Regions from separate parts of the Mus musculus genome. Here all the other regions are linked to region 1. Evidence: chromatin contacts called from public HiChIP or PLAC-seq and promoter capture Hi-C data. All regions are on one chromosome and are shown on one strand. Each heading gives the region's core, a stretch centred on a gene start, on an enhancer-like site or on the middle of the called end of the contact. The rest is flanking DNA. Distances are from core to core; before and after follow the strand shown.

What was found. Promoter capture Hi-C pulls out the DNA fragments that hold promoters and counts their contacts. HiChIP or PLAC-seq counts read pairs in DNA pulled down with a chosen protein or histone mark.
Region 2: a contact with region 1 is called in a promoter capture Hi-C map of the C10 cell line, with 9 times the contacts expected there. The contact joins the enhancer-like site here to the promoter of Tmtc3 in region 1. A contact is called at or near these places in 15 of 39 promoter capture datasets (3T3-L1-derived adipocytes, the C10 cell line, the HPC-7 cell line and 10 more), 1 of 15 datasets of contacts at CTCF or cohesin (large pre-B cells), 4 of 484 Hi-C or Micro-C datasets (bone marrow-derived macrophages, embryonic fibroblasts, gonadal supporting cells and 1 more), 10 of 115 datasets of contacts at active chromatin or transcription factors (astrocytes, bone marrow-derived macrophages, embryonic forebrain and 7 more) and 2 of 9 other capture datasets (adipose tissue and liver).
Region 3: a promoter capture Hi-C map of liver shows a contact between it and region 1, with 2.2 times the contacts expected there. The contact joins the enhancer-like site here to the promoter of Tmtc3 in region 1. A contact is called at or near these places in 6 of 39 promoter capture datasets (the C10 cell line, cranial neural crest, hippocampal neurons and 3 more), 1 of 484 Hi-C or Micro-C datasets (cortical neurons), 5 of 115 datasets of contacts at active chromatin or transcription factors (bone marrow-derived macrophages, embryonic forebrain, embryonic stem cells and 2 more) and 2 of 9 other capture datasets (adipose tissue and liver).
Region 4: a contact with region 1 is called in a promoter capture Hi-C map of trophoblast stem cells, with 3 times the contacts expected there. The contact joins the enhancer-like site here to the promoter of Tmtc3 in region 1. A contact is called at or near these places in 6 of 39 promoter capture datasets (the C10 cell line, liver, pre-B cells and 2 more), 1 of 484 Hi-C or Micro-C datasets (granulosa cells) and 1 of 9 other capture datasets (adipose tissue).
Region 5: a contact with region 1 is called in an H3K4me3 HiChIP or PLAC-seq map of neural tube, with 5 times the contacts expected there. The contact joins the enhancer-like site here to the promoter of Tmtc3 in region 1. A contact is called at or near these places in 5 of 39 promoter capture datasets (cranial neural crest, frontonasal cranial neural crest, liver and 1 more), 5 of 115 datasets of contacts at active chromatin or transcription factors (bone marrow-derived macrophages, embryonic forebrain, embryonic limb bud and 2 more) and 2 of 9 other capture datasets (adipose tissue and liver).
Region 6: a contact with region 1 is called in an H3K4me3 HiChIP or PLAC-seq map of bone marrow-derived macrophages, with 3 times the contacts expected there. The contact joins the enhancer-like site here to the promoter of Tmtc3 in region 1. A contact is called at or near these places in 3 of 39 promoter capture datasets (the C10 cell line and liver), 1 of 484 Hi-C or Micro-C datasets (granulosa cells), 2 of 115 datasets of contacts at active chromatin or transcription factors (bone marrow-derived macrophages and embryonic stem cells) and 1 of 9 other capture datasets (adipose tissue).

The regions. Positions count from the first base shown.
Region 1 is chr10:100,485,474-100,488,875 of GRCm38.p6, reverse strand. Tmtc3 (transmembrane and tetratricopeptide repeat containing 3) reads left to right here and starts at 1,529. Exons shown (of 14, transcript NM_001110013.1): 1 at 1,529-1,714. It overlaps Cep290 (centrosomal protein 290), which reads right to left and starts at 1,294. Exons shown (of 54, transcript NM_146009.3): 1 at 1,124-1,294; 2 at 468-597; 3 at 237-314. The coding sequence starts at 569.
Region 2 is chr10:99,617,629-99,621,148 of GRCm38.p6, reverse strand. All of the region lies in intron 1 of Gm20110 (predicted gene, 20110), which reads right to left. Among named protein-coding and RNA genes, the nearest start is that of Gm20110, 10 kb to the right of the region's middle. Within about 2 kb of position 1,503, at least 5 of the 459 cell types and tissues checked have an H3K27ac peak or open chromatin away from gene starts, as enhancers often do. A contact at or near this core is called in bone marrow-derived macrophages, where this site is marked.
Region 3 is chr10:99,590,393-99,593,647 of GRCm38.p6, reverse strand. No RefSeq gene overlaps it. Among named protein-coding and RNA genes, the nearest start is that of Gm20110, 17 kb to the left of the region's middle. Within about 2 kb of position 1,302, at least 45 of the 459 cell types and tissues checked have an H3K27ac peak or open chromatin away from gene starts, as enhancers often do. A contact at or near this core is called in hippocampal neurons, where this site is marked.
Region 4 is chr10:99,908,530-99,911,775 of GRCm38.p6, reverse strand. It overlaps Gm35437 (a long non-coding RNA gene), which reads right to left. Exons shown (of 8, transcript XR_380747.2): 2 at 1-70. Among named protein-coding and RNA genes, the nearest start is that of Gm35437, 7.2 kb to the right of the region's middle. Within about 2 kb of position 1,600, at least 37 of the 459 cell types and tissues checked have an H3K27ac peak or open chromatin away from gene starts, as enhancers often do. A contact at or near this core is called in granulosa cells and trophoblast stem cells, where this site is marked.
Region 5 is chr10:99,685,370-99,688,868 of GRCm38.p6, reverse strand. The region is part of intron 4 of Gm35101 (a long non-coding RNA gene); the gene reads right to left. Among named protein-coding and RNA genes, the nearest start is that of Gm35101, 26 kb to the right of the region's middle. Within about 2 kb of position 2,193, at least 8 of the 459 cell types and tissues checked have an H3K27ac peak or open chromatin away from gene starts, as enhancers often do. A contact at or near this core is called in adipose tissue and neural tube, where this site is marked.
Region 6 is chr10:99,927,701-99,931,243 of GRCm38.p6, reverse strand. No RefSeq gene overlaps it. Among named protein-coding and RNA genes, the nearest start is that of Gm35437, 26 kb to the right of the region's middle. Within about 2 kb of position 1,828, at least 15 of the 459 cell types and tissues checked have an H3K27ac peak or open chromatin away from gene starts, as enhancers often do. A contact at or near this core is called in bone marrow-derived macrophages, where this site is marked.

The DNA of each region.
Region 1 (3,402 bases), core at 280-2,779:
GAACAGTATATCCCAAATTACTGGCCCCAAATATTTTTCTATATGCTTTTACCTTAATGTAAAGAATACATATTCTTTCTCAGTATTTATTTATGAAGAATCTAGAATCCTCTTATCATTTCATGTATAGCTTATAGGGGAGAGATTTTGTATTTTATTTGACCATATGATTCTTTATGACTCTTTATGTTTCTCCTAAAAAATATTTCTTTTCCTACACACTCTTTCCTACAAACCTTCATTAGAGACTGGGTAATTCTGAATAGATGTATCATGTTTTCTTGGTCTTCATTTTTTAGTTCATTTACTTCCACCTAAGGAAACAAACACACAAAAAATGGACTATTTCATACCCTGCACATTAAATACAAGCACTCTTCCAGTTATAGCATTCAATGATTTCAAGAAGCAATTTCAATTCATGACATTGTACATCAGGCTCTGTGTACAAATCATTTATTAAGTACCTTGGATAAAGATATCAATAATTTATCTGCTAACTCTTCTTGCCGTGGCAGGTCATCTGGATCAACTTTGATTAATTCTTTCCACTTTATATTAGGTGGCATCTTGAATTCTTTCACTGTCTCTCAGCCTCTACAAAGAAGCAGGTGGATTTTAGCATTTTCAAGGAAAATGGCCTTGCAGTGTTTACATGATCATGAGCGGTCTTACTTAACTCTCTAGGTGCTGGCTAAGAGCTATGGCTCCTGAACTGCAAAACAGATGCAGAGGCAAACAGCCTCGACGAAAATTAGTTCCCCTGACACAGGCTATACGATAATGTACACGCTAAATTATTATTTTCTTGCTAAGACGAATTCGGAGCTAAAACCCCGAGGCCCCTTTTCCAAGTCCCCTACCATCAATGATGGTACCAACTCCCAAGATGTTTGGAAGTTTTTGAAAACCTTCTGAGGAAAGGGGACCAGAGGATTTTTAAAGTAGATAAAAAGACTGAGCTAAATGAAGTGTTTGCGGAATCAAGCTCAATCAGGGAGGCCGAGACGACACTGCAGACAAGAGCGACAGAGGTCTGGATAGGTAGGGCTGCACCCTGTCCCTCGGGATTACGATCCTGTGAACGACACTAAGCGGCTCCGGCTCACGAGGATCCACCCACCGAAACCAAGACCTGCCACCAGCAGCAGTCACTCATCTACAGCGACCACCTCCGGGTTCGGCCACCGCCCCGGCCTCACGCTTCCCAGAGCGGTCCTCGCGCACTCAGGCTGCTCCCGCCAACTCTTCCCGACCGAGCCGAAGCGGCGCCGGCTGCTAGGCGACACCACTCCCCGCCCCCCAGCCTGCCAAGACCGGAACTAGGCCCCGGGATACCTGGGAAGACTACATTTCACGACCCTGGAAAAAGCTTTACGGCTCTATTTCCCCTCCAAGCCCTCCTTACTGTGGATGAGGGAGAGCCGTGAGATGAGGACTCTACGTCCCAGAGTGCAGTTCGGCGTCGCGGCTGTGCATCCTGGGATTGGAAGTTTTTGGGAAGAGCGGCGCGTTCCCGGCGTGCAATGCGGGAGTCTGCGGCCGCCCTGGAAGAGCTGGGGGAAGGCTCGGGAGGCGGGAGGAGCGGCTGCTAAGGTGCGGCCGCCCCGGAGTCCGAGCGTGGCAGGCTATGACTGTGTTTTCTGCGGAGTCCTTCTCCGGTCCACCATCCCAGAAGCTTTCCTGAACCGTCTCCTGGCGGAGCCGCCCTCAGGTGAGGTCGGGGCGTGTCAACCCACAGCCAGGAGTAGCTCAGGGAACCTTTGCGTTTTTAGGGAAGCGCTAGCTTGGGGCTGCCGAAGGGCTGGCGGATCTTGCAGAGGTTTGGGAAAGAGTCCTCCGGCTACTCAGGTAGGTGCGAGGGGCTCCCAGTTAGTGGCTTCCCTAAGAGGGGAGTCAATAAAAGTTTCCAGCCTCCTTGGTGTCTGGGAAAGTGGAGCGCCCCCACCCCCACCGCACCCCCTGAGTTCACGCTCTGGTTGAGTGAAGAAGGAGCGTCAAGATGGGGCAGCCTCCTGCAGCAGCTTGCGGATTGTAGTGCTTATTAGGTTAATAAGAGTGGAGTGAAGGCCAAGGAAAGAGGAGCCTTAGTGCGCCCAAGGCTCTTAAGCCGGGCTGGAGGGAGGGAGGAGGGCCATGCCAAGCGATGGCATTTTGCTGTCATTTGCTGGGTACCAAGGGAGTTCTTGGGGGAAAGTGCCTTCTCCTTCTCAGATGTTAATCTTCTTACTCAGGGAACTGTTGCCAAATGCACAGCTATTCTACACCAGCAGGTAACTTTAGGAGCTGTAAGCATCTATTTGAAAGAGTGCGTCTCGTATATATGTATGAATGTATGTATGTATGTATACGTGGATAGATATATAAGGTACTTATACATATCATACATAATAGATATTAAGTAATTAAAAGAAAAATGTAGACAGTTACATTTTTCTTTTGAAAAGATTTCTGCGGTTGAGAAAAACAAATAGCACAAAAAAATGGTATTTGAAACAAATTTTAAAGACGTTCTTCAGATTTGTAGGCCTGATTGCAGTGTTTGCTTTATTTCTAAATACTGTTTAGTTTTGGAATTATTCTTTGTGGAGATACAGCAGTATTATCCGCATTGTCCATCTAAGAGATTGAAGCTCGGAGAGGTTAAACGCTGTTTTCTTATTTAATGTGATGAACACAATCATTCATTCTACAAGCTAATGTTTGTGAAATGCGTGATATAGTTGCACTTCCCAGTTTCTCTTTTAAACGTTAATACTAAGCTTTACTTGTGTTTTGCACATTTAATTTTATGGCTTCATTTACTCAAGAGTTTGAATTATTTTTCCTGTTCATTTTGTCAGTAGTACTAAGAAATGAGACTAGTATTTATTAAACACATGTAATATGTTCACTAGTATACTACCTTAAGAATTTGCTGTTTTTAATCACAATACCTTGATTTTTTTGTATGATTTTAATACATATTTTCTATTACTCATTTACTATTTTTGTGTCATTTTATTGGTCTCTCCACCCCTGTTTCTCTTCATGTTCGTAATATCTTCAAGTAATAAATTGTATTCTCTTCAGAAGGGAGAAGTTCAAAGTCATTTATTAGTAACTGATGAAGCTAGGATTGTATATCTCAGTGAAAGTAACAACTTAAGTATATTCTTTATTAAATTCCATTCTGTAACTTAACGGTATTTTTGAGCTAATACGCTTTTCTTGGTATAAGAATACTGCAGGAAACAAATTATATTATGATCCAGGTTTTTATATTGCACTTACCTGTGAGTCAGGGCATTTAACTGAAGTTCTGGTTCTGCAGGTTGCTATATAATTTTCAAATGGCTAAGATAATTTTTCTTCAGAATTTCTCCATTTTTCAAATTTTTCCAAGAGCTGGTTTGTATGTGA
Region 2 (3,520 bases), core at 254-2,753, 870 kb after region 1:
TGACCGCTCTTCCAGAGATCCTGAGTTCAATTCCCAGGAACCACATGGTGGCTCACAACTATCTGTAATGAGATCTGATGCCCTCTTCTGGTGTGTCTGAAGACAGACAGCAACAGTGTACTCACATATATAAAATAAATAAATCTTTTTTAAAGAGAGAGAGAGAGAGAACTAGTAGAGTCAATTATTAATCGTTTACAACAGGCACCAGTCAACCAAAGAGGATGTGTTAAAAACCCATTTGGAAACCACTTACTTTGCAAGCTAACTAAGATACACATAATATTTAAAAGCAATTTGAACCGAGGTACATGGGTAGACAATGCTTCCCCCAGAAGACAGGAAGAATTATTAAATAAAAACCACAGTGTCAAGCATTGGGTACCTCCCTTTGAGTTATTGGTCAAGGGGGTTCCAGAGGCCCACAAAACAACACAGCCTGTCCTCATCGCCCTTGGCTGCCCGCCCGAAGGAAATGGCAAGGCCCTATTGCATGAGCTGCAGCACACTTTGGTTGCAAAGACGTAGAGAAATAAAACTGGAACTAACGTGGAAACCTCCTCTCTCGTGGCTAGATTGCATAGTGCCAGAAGATGCTATGTACCCTGGTTGGAAAGAAAAGTGACCAATGGTATATTACTCAGTAGAGGACAGTGCATGCTACAATACCAATGAGCCAAGCTAGACTTGCCCACTGATCCAGGAAGTGGCACAAAGGTTACGGGAACATCTGCATTCTGATTGGATTTGAGGTCTGCTACGCAGGAGTTCTCTCCTGCCTACTACTGCAAACCTGGCCAAAAGCTCATGGTTCAGGAGGCCATAGGCCCTAGGGGAGAACTACCCTTCACTTGCTACAGGGACCCATCGTCAAACTGCCTCCCGGGTGTTTATTTATATATACACACGGGCTAGCGGTGCTCTGAATATCCAAATAGTGCAGTGGTTCATAGCTAATATGGAAACTCATAACTGGCCAAGGTTCTGAGATAAAAGATTATTGAATGTTTTCCCCTAAAAGGGATGACTATGTCATCTTTTGTCCAAGGTTCAGAGAATGTTGCCTATGCGGGAGGGGAATTTAAGAATCATAGGATGACGCGGATGCTGTGACGTGCTCTCTTCTGGACGTGACACCTGGTTACCCACACAAGACTTCTACAAGATATTGCCTCTGAGATCACTCAGCATCCCAGCACGCAGTACGAGGGTTACAAAACAAATTGGAGAGGCCATGAAGGGGTCGGATGTGCTGGGGGGAGGGGGTACCTGGGGTGTGAGAGGGGGAAGCATATGATAAAAATACAGTTTCCATGTATAAAATATATTCTAGTAAAATTTTCCTCTCAAACTAAAATTTAAAGTCAGATCTAAAGGATTCTCATTCGTTCCTACTCTCAGCTCCGGATTGGTCAAAGCTTGCTAGAATGGGGAATTTTCCTCTCAGGCAGGATGGTGATTGTGAGTGGTTGAGATGGTCACACAGTAAATGCCTTAGCGCTCTATCGCCGACAGATGGCGCTCTAGCCTTAGTGGTCAAAGACAGCCCAGGCTATTCCCTCCCTGAAAGTTCCGTTTCTGTTAATAAAAAAAGAATAAACACAGACACGGGTCACTGGACTGTTGTAAGCAGCGAGAACAATTGAAGAATTCTATTTAATTCCCCATGGAAATTACTCTCAATACAATTTTAAAGTGAATAAAAACTCAGTAGCTCTTGGAGCCGAATTCACATGTGACATTATTTTGACTGGGGAGGCAAAAACACGAACACTTTTAAGTAGCAATTTTAAAAAGAAGAAAAATTGGACGCTCTGAACAAAGAAGAAAAGATGTAAACCGGGGAGCAGGGGACATCAATTACAGGCATTAAGCGTTCTAAATGAGACCTCGTCATTTGCAGGCTCTGCGTCTTCTGCCAGCTCTCCAGTCTCCTGGAATCTCTGCGAGTTGGTGTCAGTGGTACTGGACTTGCCTAGGAAAGTGGTTGTGATGAGAATTACGTATTTATCACATACGTTACAAATCATTTAGAATGCAGCCGGTACTTAGTAAAAGAAGATCTCTTACTCAGTGCCTGAGAAAACACAAACATGTCCTTCAGCTTCTCCGCCTTGGATTCGTTCGTAATCACAATCAAATCGAACGCACAGGTCCTTGTAAATTTTCGGAGTCAATGGAAAGTTGTAAATGTTTATGTGTTGTGTCAGCCAAACTTTGAAGAGATGTCATATTGATATGACAGGAAATTTATATGTTTTTAAGTGTGGGGGAGAACAGATTGCATACTACTGCTGTAGCAAAGCCCCAACATTGTTTAAAGTAATCTATTGCTGGCAAGATATAAACCGAAAAGATAATGCTAATTATTTCTGAGCCATGAAGCCTTAGCTAGTTTTAGTCTGCTTAGTACATCTTTAATACTTTTACTAAAATGGGTGTACATTTCTACCCACATAAAAACCTTGTTCAATGCAGTGCTGTAAAGCAGACACGCCATGTGTATCATTACCACTGTACAGCCTCCTCTTTACGGAGGAGCCCCTCCTAGGAGTCAGGCATGGCTTAGAATTCTTAGGGGGGTGGGAAATGGGGGAGAGGGATGAGGGGATGGGATGGGGTAGGGACAGGAGGGGGGACAAGAGGGAAGGGAGCCCAGCCAGTGTCAACAAGATGCTCAAACAAGTATTAAAATGGAGAAAATTGACTCTGTCTCATCAAGTGGGATTATGTCAAATACTTCACAAATACATATCAGTTTCACTAACCATACCAGTGGGAAAGACTTCTGTCATTTGATATATCAATCTGTAATTAACATAGGCTTATGTCACCAAAATTTTAAATACATACATACTTTTGACCCATTTCTTGGACTATAACCGAGAGAAACATGTGCACTGAGGACAACAGTCAAGGATTGTACCGGGCTGTGGTGGCGCATGCCTTTAATCCCAGCACACGAAAGGTGGAGGCAGGAGGGTCTCTGTAAGTTCAAGGTTAGCCTGGTCTACAGAGTGAGTTCTACGACAACCCTGGGCTACACAGAAATCCTATCTCGAAGGAGGAGGGGAGGGGGAGAAGGAGGAGGAGGAGAAAGAGGAGGAGGAGGAGGAGAAAGAGGAGGAGGAGGAGGAGGTGGTGGTGGAGGAGGAAGAGAAAAAAAGAAGAAAAGAAAAAAACAAGAGTGGATAGGCAGGATTGTAAGAACAAAAGATGAAATATCTTAGCTCTGTGAGACATGTATACTGTGGACAGCTTTGTGGGTTTATTATAGCTTGAATGTAATTGGCTCCATAGGCCTACGAGGAGTGGCACTGTTAGGAGGTGTTGCGTTGTTGGAGGAAGTGTGTCACTGTGGAGGCAGGCTTTGCCCGGTATGACACACAATCTCCTTCTACTGCCTTCAGATCAAGGTGTAGAAATCTCAGCTCCTCTAGCACCAGATCTGCCTGCATGCTGCCATGCTCCCAGCCATGATGATAATGGACTGATTCAATTAAATGGTTTCCTTTATAAG
Region 3 (3,255 bases), core at 53-2,552, 900 kb after region 1:
ACGGTGGCCTCCTAATATATGGAAGACCGGGGTAAGTTGCACTCTGACCCAGTATCCCTTTCGTTTCTGATTAGCATGGAACACAAAAGGCATTTCACATGAGATTAAGAAGGTAGAAATGTAGACAGCCATGATTTTTTGTGCATATAAGAACCGGGAAGGGGCACCAGGTACTGATAAATGTGTGTTCTTTGTTCTCTACTGACCTGTGTTTGTGAGACCTGGATATGCATTTACTTCAGTTAGAATCTCATACAGTCTCACCATCTCCTAGAGGAAGCACATGATTAGTTTCATGACAAAAGATGCTTGCTTCCCATATGCAGGAAGGAGTCAAGAGATGATCAGGGACTGGCCAGGGCTCCTGTACATTCTCTTGAGTTTCAGCCATGCTCAGGAGGGCCAACTTCACCCCAGTCTCCCATTCTTTTCCACTTTCAAACCAGTTTCTCTATCTGTCAGCAAGTTCTAATATCTCTGAGTTCTAGCAGTAGAAACAAAAACAGCTTATGGAGGCTAGCTAATCATCTTGTCAAATTCAGATAATAAGGTTGTGTGACTGTGTGAATGTATGTGAGTGTGTGAGTGTGTGTGTGTGTGTGTGTGTGTGTGTGTGTGAGTGTGAGTGGTGTGTGTATAAGTTTGTGTATGAGTGTGTGTGTGAGTTGAGAGTGTGTGTATGAATGTGTGTGAGTGTATGTAAGTGTGAGAGTATGTGTGTTTGTGTGTATGAATGTGTGTGAGTGTGAGAGTTTGTCTCTGTGTGTGTGTGTGTCTATGTGTCTGTGTGTGTGTGTGTGAGTGTGAGAGTGTGTGTGAGAGTGTGTCTGTGCGTGTGTCTGTGTGTGTTTGTGTGTGTCTGTGTGTGTGGTGTTTAGATCCTTCTCTGGTTGGATACACACTACTCTCCTTGGACATTTCCCTTTATACAACTGATATTTAATCAGTATGAATGTGGTTTCTATTACTGAATACTAAAAAGAATTAATATACACAATTACCATATCTTAGCTAAGCATGGTACTCTGGTGGCAAGATCCATGCTTCTCTCTGCCTTGAGTTCTCAGCAGGCAGCAAAATGCCAGCTACATAGCAGACACTCAGCAAACACGTGTTGAATGAACAGACAACACATGGTTACAGAATTTAAAAAAAAAAAATGTCCCAGGGCCCCTGAGGCAAAGCTTCACACAATCTGAACGATGTGGAAGATGAAAAGCAGGAAGGGAGGGCAGCCCCCGGGCTCTGGAGAGAAGCCTGCATCCGAAACACAGCTGAGCCTTCCAGCTGGTGGCCTGTGGGCAGGCCAGCACAGGGCTGACAGCTCATGTTCGCCCCTGGCATGACAGGTGTGCTGGGGCCAGTCCGTCCTCCACGGAAGTGAGCTTCCTGTCGCTGCTGACAGGGACTCGCTAGATGTAGGGAACAGAAGTGGTGCAGGAAGAAGTGTTTTAAATAGAAAATGCTGAACGGGTATCAGGTTCCTAGAAGAGGAAGAATCGGAGAAAGGTGATTTCAGAGTAAGATACTCCACGGCTCATAAAGAGTCTCTCTCTCTCTCTGAGGTCAAGCACAAATGCTAATCATGTCTCTGCTTGCCTGGAACACTTTACCAGATCGTAGGGAAGCCCAGGGTCCGTGGAAACCACAGAGGTGGACATGCAGAGCAGAAACTTTCTGCTTTTTCTGGTAACTCCATCAACAACAAGCTGATTCAATTCTAAATACACCTGGGGAGGGGAATGAGGTACACACACTGAAAAGTGAATTAAAGCGGCGGGGGGTGGGTGTACAGAGGACTTGTAATGATCAACAGAGAAGTTTAACAGTCAATCCCAGGGCCTGAGCACAGGATCTCATATGGAAAAATATTTAGGTATAGACATGATTGAGTTAAGGATCTTGGGGCAGGGCAAGAATCCTGTGCTACCAACTGGGCCTTACATGTAATCACAAATGGCCTAATAAGATGGGGGGAGGGGGCAGGGAGATTCAACCACGGAAGAGAAGGTAGTACCCCCCACACACACACAAAAAAGAAAGTAAATGGACGAGAGATAACTGATGGTTTTCTTCTGATGATTAAGTGATGGTCATGAAGATGTAAGGATGAGGGAGATAATTGCTCTTTTTTTTTTAATTAGATATTTTCTTTATTTACATTTCAAATGTTATCCCCTTTCCTGGTTTCCCCTCTGAAAACCCTTATCCCATCCTCCCTTCCCCTGCTCACCAACCCACCGACTCCTACTTCCCTGTCCTGGCATTCCCCTACACTGGGGCATCGAGCCTTCTCAGGACCAAGGGCCTCTCCTCCTATTGATGTCCAACAAGGCCATAGAGGATTACTCTTGTAGCCCAGAGTCCAAGTGGCACATTAACCCTGACAAGTCCTTTAGACACTTAAAACGCCATTTTGGATTCTGGCCTTCAGAACTATAAAGAAATAGTGTGTTGTTTTTAAGCAGTCATATTGGCAATTACTGGGGACAGCAACCAGTAGGACTTCATATAAGGGACCAAGCCACAGAGCATTACCTTTCTGGACACCAACTGTAGGAAGCAGAGCCTCACAGGAGGCTTATAATGCAGAACCCACAAAGACTGAAGGTCCTGGATAGGAAAGGCACACGTCTCTGACACAGGGCAGCCTGCAGGAACCCCAGACCCCTTCCCTGTGTACCCGCTACCACATACTCTCCTGCATTTTCCCTCTGGTGACTACAGCATCTCTCCCACCACTATCTGACACCTTGCCCGTGTCCCTCCGTTTGGTTCTCTCGAGCCCACATTTCGTTTTGATAGCAAACGTCTTCTTCCCTGGCTCCGCCCTGTGACGCTGCCTTACAGGTTTCTGTTGGTTCCACGGCTCACGTCCCACAGTCCTGAGCATTTTTATTCTGTATCCACCAGTTCATAGAATCTCAGCTAGAAGGAGAGACACAGAGTTTTACTCTCTTCCCCTCTACCCCAGACAAAGGGAAGTTTTATTAGGGGCAAGCAAACACAGCAGACACACAGAGAGAAAGACTCTCTACAAGGCAGAGGGGAACCCAGAAAGCATAAGCCCATTATAAGTTTTTTTCTTTTATTAAAAATTGATTATTTTCTCATACAATATATCTGTCTAGCTCTCTTCTCTCTACTTCTCCAAATTCCTCCCCACCTCTTCTCCTTTTTGAACCCATTAGATTCAATCTATTAATTTCTGTCTCTCATTAGAAAGGAACAGGCTTCTAAGATAGAAGAACAAGA
Region 4 (3,246 bases), core at 351-2,850, 580 kb after region 1:
GTTTGAAGTTTTGTTCTGAAAGTGTTGGGAGTATTCAAGAGTCTTCAGGCCCAATCAATATCAGCAGATGCTGGAATGTTGTGGAAAGAGAAGGAAGAAAAAGGAATAAATATGAAGCCATTATGGCAAATGCAATAACATGACCCAACTAAATCATCAACCATAAGACTGGAAAAGAGAGGACAAAAGCCCAAAATATGAAAGTATAAAAATGAAAATATTTGGCAAATGACACTTGAAGAAATGGAGAGACAACTGAGGAATGTAGGATAACTTCCAAGCTTCTGTGGGCCTTTGGTGAATGCTAGATTTTGTGTAAAGTGAGAATCAATGAGATAGGACAAAATCAGCCACATACCTCATGCAGACTAGCCTGATGTGCCTTTAAAATAGGAAGTGGATCAATTCTATGGACAGTTCAAAAGAGCAAGTCTTGGCTTTTGAACTGTCCATAGAATAGCTGAGATGCCAAGAACTGTTCTAATACCTAAACAAGTCTCTGTGAATTACCTGGGAATGGATCATCGTCATTCTCTACTATGACCATTGTCATCTAGAATCATACACTTCAAATTAAATAGTGAGTTTGTTTGTAGAGTAAATGTTAGAGGCTTAGATTCCTGTGGGAGTCCACTATTTCATCTAAAGGCTAAGTGGCTGTTGAGGACTCCTTGCACATTTGAGCATTTGCCGAGGCTCTCGAAGTTGGCCCCATCCTCATCTCATTCATTCTCTAACATGATGTATCAAGAATGTAAGAGAGGATCCTCCATTTGGAGAGCTGGGTATGTAGACACTAGCGCTCAGTGTACTCAGTTTCTGAGCCTTTCCCATTAGTCGTTCCTTTTTGAGTGAGAATAGCTAGGGAACTCTAGAAGACACAGGTTTAGGCTCTCCTAAATGAGAGTTCGGGTTAGAAAGGGGTAACTTCTTAGATGTTTATCTTACCATGGGAGAACATTCATTGAGAGGACTAGACCATAAGGCAAACTGGATGAGAAGAAGGACAAAAGGTTGGCCATCAAGTATCATGCTCCACATTTAAGGAAGAAACCCAATGGCCAGAACAAAAGAACTCCTCAGCAGAGCTAGCATGGCCCGTAAGGGTCTCAGAGACACACAATGAGGGGATTCTGCAGCAAATAAGAGGCAGAGGGTGCTTAGAGATGGAAGGTAACATGGCAATTTCCTACCGTGCACATCCAATAGAAGAGTTGAGCAATCTGAGCCATGTCTACCAGCAGGCAGATAACTATGAGGCACACACCCCTCTGCTAATGCCCAGAGCTTATACAAGCACCCCACTCTCACACCTCAGTATTTAATCACCCTAGAGAGATGATATAGGAAGAAAGGAAGCATATGCCCTTAGATGAATCTTATAAATGATTAATATTTTTCCCTTAATCTATCCTAAAACAGACCTAACTAAAATATCTTTGAAGGAATGTTGGTTATACTGTCACATAGGGTTCAGGCTGAAAAGATTAATGTGGTTACAGAACTCAAAAGTAGGTAACTGTGGTGAACAGTGAACGTGACTCCAGAATTACTGTCAGGACATGGCAGCAGGCTGGAGGCTAATGAGTCATGGTGTGGAATTCTGCAAACAGATGGAAAGAATGTGGCATTAAAAAGAGTCATCCTGCAATCCCAGCACCTCGGAGCTGGGGGCAGGAGGTTTAAGTCCAGCCTGTGCTACTTGAGACCTGCTTTCAAACAGTCAAGCAAACACATACAAATGTGAATCTTTTGCTAGGAAACTTGGGGCAAATTAGTTGGTTTCACTGAGCTCTAGTGTCTTCCTATGTAACACGCCATATGACTCATCTTTCTAATATCTGCAAGCAAGATCTCTTTTATCTTATATTTACTTCTAACTGTTCTCAAAGTTCCTTTTTAAGTGTTAAATTTATTGGTGGGACCCATTAAGTCTTGAAGAGATGGATCAACTTTACTGTGCTTTTGTTTCTGTTTTGTTCTTACGACCAACTGTGGTTTTCAAAAATTACCTTTATTTTTCCCTAAATTTAAACATGTGATTTGAAGTTATTCTCTTCCATTTGCTTTCTTGGGCTTTGTCTTCTTCTAAGATCCTAAAATTTGATCTTATCTTCATTGATTTTCTTGATTTAAAAATATATTCATAAATATGAATATACTTCAGGATGCCATTTATTTGTAAATACAATTTTCATTCACCTTGGTACTAAAATATTTATATTGTGAAGCTAGAAACAGTTATAACCCCCAGTTTAACATAATTATAGCTTATTTTATTCCTTGGGTCTGATGTGTGACTTTTTATTTTTGCTAAGCAGTTTGTGACTTATAAAATATTTGAGTTTTAATATCTAAGCAATTTTATTTTAAAAATAGTCATACCTAATACACAATTATTATTTTATAAAATATACAAATATTTACTACAAGATATTGATTATTTTTCTATTGCTACACAAGTGTGTCTTTTACTGGTAAAACAATATGATGCTTGAAGTACATTGTTTTGCTTTCTTTATTCTCCTCGATTTTTCTGTTTATGTCTTTTATTTGCTTCTTACAGACTTATAAGTAATTAAAAATATTGATGTTTCACTTATATCTATTTTTAAATCTATTCTTGTTTTAATTTAAAATAGATTCTCTTCTCATACAATACATCCTGATCACAGCCGCCCCCACACACACTCCTCCCTTTTACACTTATTTCTAAGAGTGGAGTTTTAAATAAATTTTGATGCCTGCTATATCATTCTTTCATACATTCATATCTTCAGCTTAGCTATTTTCTGTTAACAATTTAAAAATAATCCTAAAAGCGACTAATTTACATGCCTTTTAACCTTCTGTTTGTTTTGGGCTCTTGTTAATCCTGTTGGTTCCCCAGTACCTGAAGACTTGAGCAATTGACTGCTAGATTGCTTACGTGTTCATAATTATCTTTCTACCGTATACAAGGACCGTTTTCCTTTAATGAGTTTTTGCTATGCATAATCTACTTCATTATTCACTAAAGAACAAAGATGCCACCGTGGCCGAAGCTTCTTAAATATTTTCCCAGTTTTGCATGCCCTGTTATGACGCTGCTGTATCTCAATATATCTAGACTATTTCCCAATTTCAACACTTTCTGTTTTCCTGCCAATGGCCTCTTTCTTTGGGATTTTGATTAATTATAGAACTTGTACTGTGGGGATGTAGTCAAATTAAAAGCGTTTACTAGAGGAAGGCCTCTCTCATTCT
Region 5 (3,499 bases), core at 944-3,443, 800 kb after region 1:
ACCTCTAAAACTTGAATAATTTATCATCTGATTCAGAATGTTGTTGACCTTAGAGTACCATTAGAGTATTCTGGATAAAGTCCTGGTGGGATCCAGACAGCACATCCTCTTATTCTGCATCTCAGTCTGTGGGGATGGAATGGCCATTTCACCTGGGTAGCCTAAGACCATCGGAAAACACAGAGACTTACATTACAATTCATACCAGTAGCAAAGTTACAATTATGGAGAAGTAACACAGATAGTTTTATGGTTGGAGCGTCACCACAACATGAGGAACTATATTGAAGGGTTACAGTATTAGGAAGGATGAGAACCACTGCTCTTGGTTAGTGCTGAACCTACCTTGAAATTGAAAGTCAGGAAATTCATAGTTTCCTTTAACTAGCTTTATCATTCAGATCTCCATACCCAAAGAAAACTTCCAATGAAATAGTAAGACATTTAACTCACCTTGTCTTTTAGGCAATAATGTCTGGAAATAGAGCAAATAGCTCACCTGACAAAAGCAAATATTTACTTGACTAGTTCCCATTCACAGACAAGATCAGACTATGAGCTCAGCAATTTAAGGTACACCCCCTAGAAATACACATGGCATATTTAAATGATATATATTTATGGTCAGCTATCTTAAGACCTTAGGATTCTCAATGCATCTTTCTCATTCTAGCATGTAGCACAATATATAGTGTGCTATGTGAACACACATTGGAATATTTGCCTGAACAGACAAGATTGAAGTTATGCAAAGATATAGACCTTTGCTTGAGTTATTGAACAGATTACAAATGAATTTTTCCTTTCCAAAAGAAGTGGGGGGAATCACTTCACAGGATTTTTTTTCCTTAATGCTCCTGCAAAGATCAAGTGTTTGCTATGGGCATACTCTGCACAACTCCCATTGTTTTTGTTATATAATGGTGTTTCTTCCAAGATTCATGCTAAGTCCTAGCAGCCAACATCCAGACAATGTACAAGTTGAGCAGAATCAAAGAAGTGAAGGGCAGTTAGGATTTCCACCATATAGTCCTCACCCTAGGAATCCTTAACTTGGTTGGATGAAGGGTGTAGCAATTAAAGATGGACCCATCTAGATGAAAGCAGTAATTAATGTATCATCAAGGCACTCTTTGGGAACATGAAAACACCATGAACCATGTGCCTAGTCAAAATCAATCTTCCAGTTATGTGTCTCCGCTTAAATGCAATGATAATTTTGGAGGGAGGGTTACCATTTGAAATACTACTGAGATGAATCACAGGGAATTTGTGGATGTCATTCTGCATTGCCCATTGCAAAAATCTTTTCCCCTGGAGAAGTGAGCCAGCTTAAGAGAAACCCCTAATAAGAAGAAACTAAGCAATAGCGTCCTCTGCCACTGGAAGTGAAGAGAATATGGACCTGGAGTGAGGGAGAGGGGGGAAGGATAATTTGGTTGCACATAAATACTGTGAAGGGAAAAAGGACAGGCATCTATTTTTAAGCCTGTGTCCTGGGAAACTATATTCCCTGTGCTTAAAGCCAAGAGCCTTCTTACACAATAAATAATTCAGAAACCCCACAACGAGTGCCTGGCTAGGACACCTACTTCCTGCAAGCTGCCTTTTCAGCTAATCTTGGAAAAGGCCATGGATCGACCTGCAGCTCAGACGGAATCTCTGCTTTCCACCTAAGGATTAGGAGCAAGGCCCTCAGCCAGAGGACATTAGGCGGAAACCAATACAATCCTGACATTGTTGGGGCTATTTATAGCTTATTGTTTCAAGAATTTGGAAATGACTGGAGTCCTTGTGGCAAACTTGAGATCTCATGTATGAATTTGGCAGGCTCTTTTCCTGGAGCAGAATTCAAAAACAAACTCAAGATACCGTGCACTATTGAAGGGAAATAAGACAACCCCAAACTCCCTTCTTTTTGCCCTTCTGGGTCTCTCAAGTTCCTTCCCTGACATTCACCTCAAATGACTTTAGTGAAAAAGTCAGTAGGTTTGAAGTTCTCACAAATCCCAACTTTTTCAGGGCAAAAATGCAAGGAAGCAAGATGCTCAAATGCTTGCTGTTCAGTTGATCACTGAATTTAGTGTGATCTGTGCAATGCTAAGAGATTCACATGTATTGATGCAAGTCAATGGCTAACATGCAAATTACAACTTTGGTGGAAACCCCAAGATGCCATTGAATGCTAATTTATGACTCCATGGAAAGGCACTATGTACCAAGGCAATCAAGGCTACATTGTTAAAGGATGGAATGTCTGGTGTTTGTTTGTTTGTTTCTTGTCTCCTCAGACCCCAATTTGTGGTCCTTCTGAGCTCTTGTAGAATATATATAGTCAGTTAAAAACTCCCATAAAGGCAGTAAGAAAGGTGGAGAAATGTATTCCTCAAGGGAAGAAGAAGGAGGAGGAGGAGGAGAAAAGAAGAAGGGATAAAGAAGAAAGAAGAAGGGGCAAGGGGAGGGGAAGGAGAAGAAGAGAAAGAAAAGAAAAAGGCATTTTTGTGTGAATGGCAATTTTTTCTTTCTTTCTTTCTTTTTAATTTCTGCAAAATTTTAAAACTCCTCAAGGTTACTGACATATGCAGGTGAATAGCAACATGTTATTTCATTATTTGCTGGGCTAGAGAAAGAAATGAGATAAAATTCTTTGGGGCCTTGAAAATTGTATGTCCCATTGAAAAGCCTCTATAAATCTGTCAAGTAAACAGCAGGTGTCCCTACCCTTTGCTCTCACTCCTCTGCATGCGACCTCAGAAAGAGCAAGCAGGAAACGTCCTTGTCTACTGATATTTCCTCGGGCTGCCAAATGCTTATTTGCCCCAAGGGGCATTTCTGGGGTCTGCAAGGGAAAATATTTCAACTATTATGGCTGTCAAACCAGATGGCTTGGACACAGGTATTAGGTCTAATGACAAAATGGGAACCGGTCGCTTTGATCAAGTCAGTTTTTATTACTGGGAACACTGACAGGTGAACCAGGCTGCTGACTGGAACTGCACTGAAAGTTGGGATGGAGAAAAGTAAAGTTTTAAAATCATCTCTTTACAAATAAGGGCATCTAGCTACTAGTTTTTCTAGATAAGCTGTGGTCTTTGATCTAGAGCAAATGCCTCATGGTTATGGAGGTCATGGTTCAGCAAAAAGTAGAATGCCTGGACGTTGGTTGTGATATTCACCTACCTTCTTTAAAACCAGTGTGTTTGGAAAAAGATAGAAGGTGTTATGACACAGAGAAATTAGCTGTTAAATATAAAGAGATACGTTCTTTGAATGGGCTTTTCAAAACCTAGAATAGATATGATGATTCAGTGTTACAGCCTCCTTGTCTTCCAGGTTCTGTTGCCCAATGTATCTATTAGTTCTGTTATACCTCCCATGATTCTTAAAATCCTGCTTTGTTCTCCTATTAATGCAGGTTACATCTCCATAGCGCCTTTTATCTCCTAGCATATTGCAAACATCAATTAGCTGAGCTACCCATCACCCCTATGTGGGTAGA
Region 6 (3,543 bases), core at 579-3,078, 560 kb after region 1:
GCTCAGCTAAGAATTATGCTCCATACTGATTTTCTTTCTCATAACTCCTAGGCTATTCGGAGATTTTGTTTGTTTTACAGGGTTCAGTATGAATTTGAAGATTGTATTTTTATCTCTGTAGTAAATGCCACCGGGATTTTGAAAGGATTTGATTGACTCTGTGTATTGCTTTACAGAGTGTGGATGTTCTAACAATATTGATCCTTCTAATACATGAGCAATTTGTCCTTTGTACTTTGATTTAAGTTCTTTTTTTACAGAGATTTGTAGTTTTCAGTGTATTTGTCTCTCTTTTTAAAAATCTGCTCAAGTTTGTTTCTATGTATTGTATTATATTTGGTATTGTAAATTGGTCATTTCCTTCAATCCCTTTTATATAAATACACAGGGAGATGCATAGTAGTAGCAGTGGTTTTAAGATTTTTGACTTTACATCTTTCAACTTTGTTGGTATTTATTTGTTCAAACAAATTTGTAGCCATAGAGAGTTCTCTATGTAACATTATGCTATTTCTAAATAGAGTTCACTTTATTTGTTCCTTTTCAATCTAGGCAACTTTAATTCCTTTTACTTACTCAATTGCTCTTTCAAGGACTTACAGTATTATACTGGATAGAGGTATGGAAATGGGGATATTTTTCTTGTTCTAGGTCCTAACAGAAAAAACTTCAAAAAATATTTTGTGTCATTAAAAATGAGGCTAGCTGTGGGCTTCCTACACATGACCTTTATTGTACTGAGATAGATTCCCTCTATGCCACTAGGAAAATTGGAGACATACGTGCAGCAGTTAGACCCCGAGTACACACTACACATACCAACCAACACGATGTGGATTAGAACTTAAGATTTGAAACTGTAAAAACCTTACACCAAAACAGACAAAGTTATTGGATATTGGTCTTGGCCACCAGCTCTTGGATGTGACATCAAATGCACGGGCAACAAAAGGCAAAAACAGACTGTGAGGTGTGAGGCTGTCACACTGAAAAGCCTTCATTCGCCAAAGAAAATGATCAGCAAAATAAAAAAGACAAGCCCTAGGCCGAGAGACAATATTTTAAAACATATCTGATAAGTAATAAATGCTAAAAATGTTGAAGGTATTCCTTCAATGTATAGCAGTGGAGCAAACAAACCCATTATGAAGCAGGTGAAGGAACCGGGAGGTGGCTGCTCTGAGACTGAAACATTCCATACTGCAGGAAGCTCCTAGGACAGAAGGTAAACAACCCAAAATAGCCTCAGGAATCCCTGAAAATGACCAGATTCACTTGGCCCCTCCCTGCTTAGAGTAAACAACAAAGAAGGCTGAGAGTCGCTCCCTGGCTGCACTACTCTGAGACCGGACCTGCAACATAGAAGCAGCAAAAACCAGGGGAGTTGCCTGGAAGAGTTTAGGCCACCAACAGGGTATCTTTGTCAGGCCACCCTCCAACGTGTCCTCCTGCCTGCAGGCTGTACATTGTGATCCAGGGTTCCAGCTTTTGTGAGCTGTCACCCGTGCTAGGGTGGACCTTGGTGATGTGGCTGTCTTCGTTATCATCTCAGCTCCTGTATGTAACCCCCTCACCCTTATTCCCGTAAGCCACCCCAATGAAACTCATTGCCAGTGAAAGCATACGAATACATGAGACAGTACAAAATCCCCAACTATCTGCAAAATTGAACTGCAATATCACTTCATACCCAGTAAGTCGGAAAATCAAATTACAAATGAAGGTGAGGAAGTGGAGTTTAATGAGAAGGGCTCTGGTACTGCTCTGGGATTGTTAGTTGGTATGGTCACTATGGAAAGCCCAAGCGCTCCCTTGATAAGCTGATCATAGAACTTTCATATGACTCAGCAGTCTCACTTCCTTGTATATACTCAAAGACGAAGGCACAATGTGAAACCTGCACTCTCAGGCTTGTTATAGCATTATTAGCAATAGCCAGAACACGAGGGGACCCTAAACATTCATTGTAAGCATCTTGAGATACAAGTGGACAGGCCTCGCTGTCCCGGACTACTCTAATGGCCCTGTCATTTCCAGCTTTCCCAGGCTGCCAAGCCCCACTCAACAGAAAAAAAGAATAAAGGCCCAAGATCAGGCGACAGAATCCCACCAATCATTGAGCTTGCTCCTAGGTGAGACTATAAAATCCCACCAATCCCAGGCCACCCTAGAATGCTCCACCCCCTAAGCAACCCCATATAAAGCCTGCCTCCTGCTTAGTTCTTTGCTGTTTCTCCCCTGAGCAGAGGCTTCTACTCTTTTATATCTTTGCGGGGAAGTAGGCAGAGGAGAACAAATACTATGTAATGTACCTCGGTGATAAAGTGTTGGGTTGTACCCTGGGGACAGTATTATATGAGAATTGTACTAAAATGGTCAGAGTCACAGCGGAGAGTAGAACTGTAGTTCTCAGAGCAGGGAGAAGCAGGATTAAGTCAGAAGGTATATGTTGTATATGATACATGTTAGAGTTCTACTGTAAACTGTAGTGACTATATTCAGTAATACTGTTCTTTATACTAGTAGGAAGGAAGGAGGGAGGGAGGAAGGAAGGAAGGAAGGAAAGAAAGAAAGAGAGAGAGAGAAAGGAGGGAGGGAGGGGAGGAGGGAAGGAGAAAGGAAAGAAGGAAGGAAGAAAGAAAGGAAGAGCTTAGAAAATGGCTCAGTGGCAGAAGAGCATGTGCTGTGCTCAGGACCTAAGTTCAAATCCCCAGAACCCCTGTGAAAATCCCGTGCACTGTTGTGTGTACCTGTAACCCCAGCACTGTGGAAAGCAGAGACAGAAGGATTGATTGCTGGCGTATGTCCAATGTCAGCTTAACTCCAAATTCAGTGAGGAAGCCTGTTGCTGAACAAAGCATAGATAGCCAAGTGATAAAGCATACTATCCTATGTCGTCCTCTGCCTTCTGCATAAGGATGTGTGTGCTCACTCTCACACACGTGTGCTCATTCACCACCCATCCCCTCCCCCGCACACACGCGCATATTTAAAAAAGAACTGATCTTATCTATAGTCATTATCTATAGAGTATATCTTAAGTCCAGTGCTTTTAGTAATTATAATAACAGTAAATAAGACAGAGGAAGGAACTCCTGGAGAGGATGCACGCCCATGAGATATGGGGTCCACTGCTGTTCTACTCCCTTCTCTGCTTCCTTAGTAATGGAAACTTTTTTTGAGAAAGATGTCTTTGTCTCTTTGATTTGCTTCTGTGGATCCTTACTGCCCCGAATAATCCCTGGCACAGAACAGATGCTTTATAAACATTTATCGAATCACTGAACATGTAAATACAGTTATTACTAAAAATAATGTCATGTTAAAACAACAGGCTCCCTTACAAAGAGCTCGTGGACAATGTATGTGTACAGAGCTGCTCAAAAGTGACAAGAAATGAATCTTCTTCACTTCTCCACGTGCATTTTAGAAGTTTGGATTGTCTCTAGGTAAAAAGCTGAGAGGATTCCTTCGTGTCTTTTCCTCTGGCCAAAATGGCACTCCGTGAGGCTGAATTAGAGAGAAGTATTCGGTTGTGCCCCC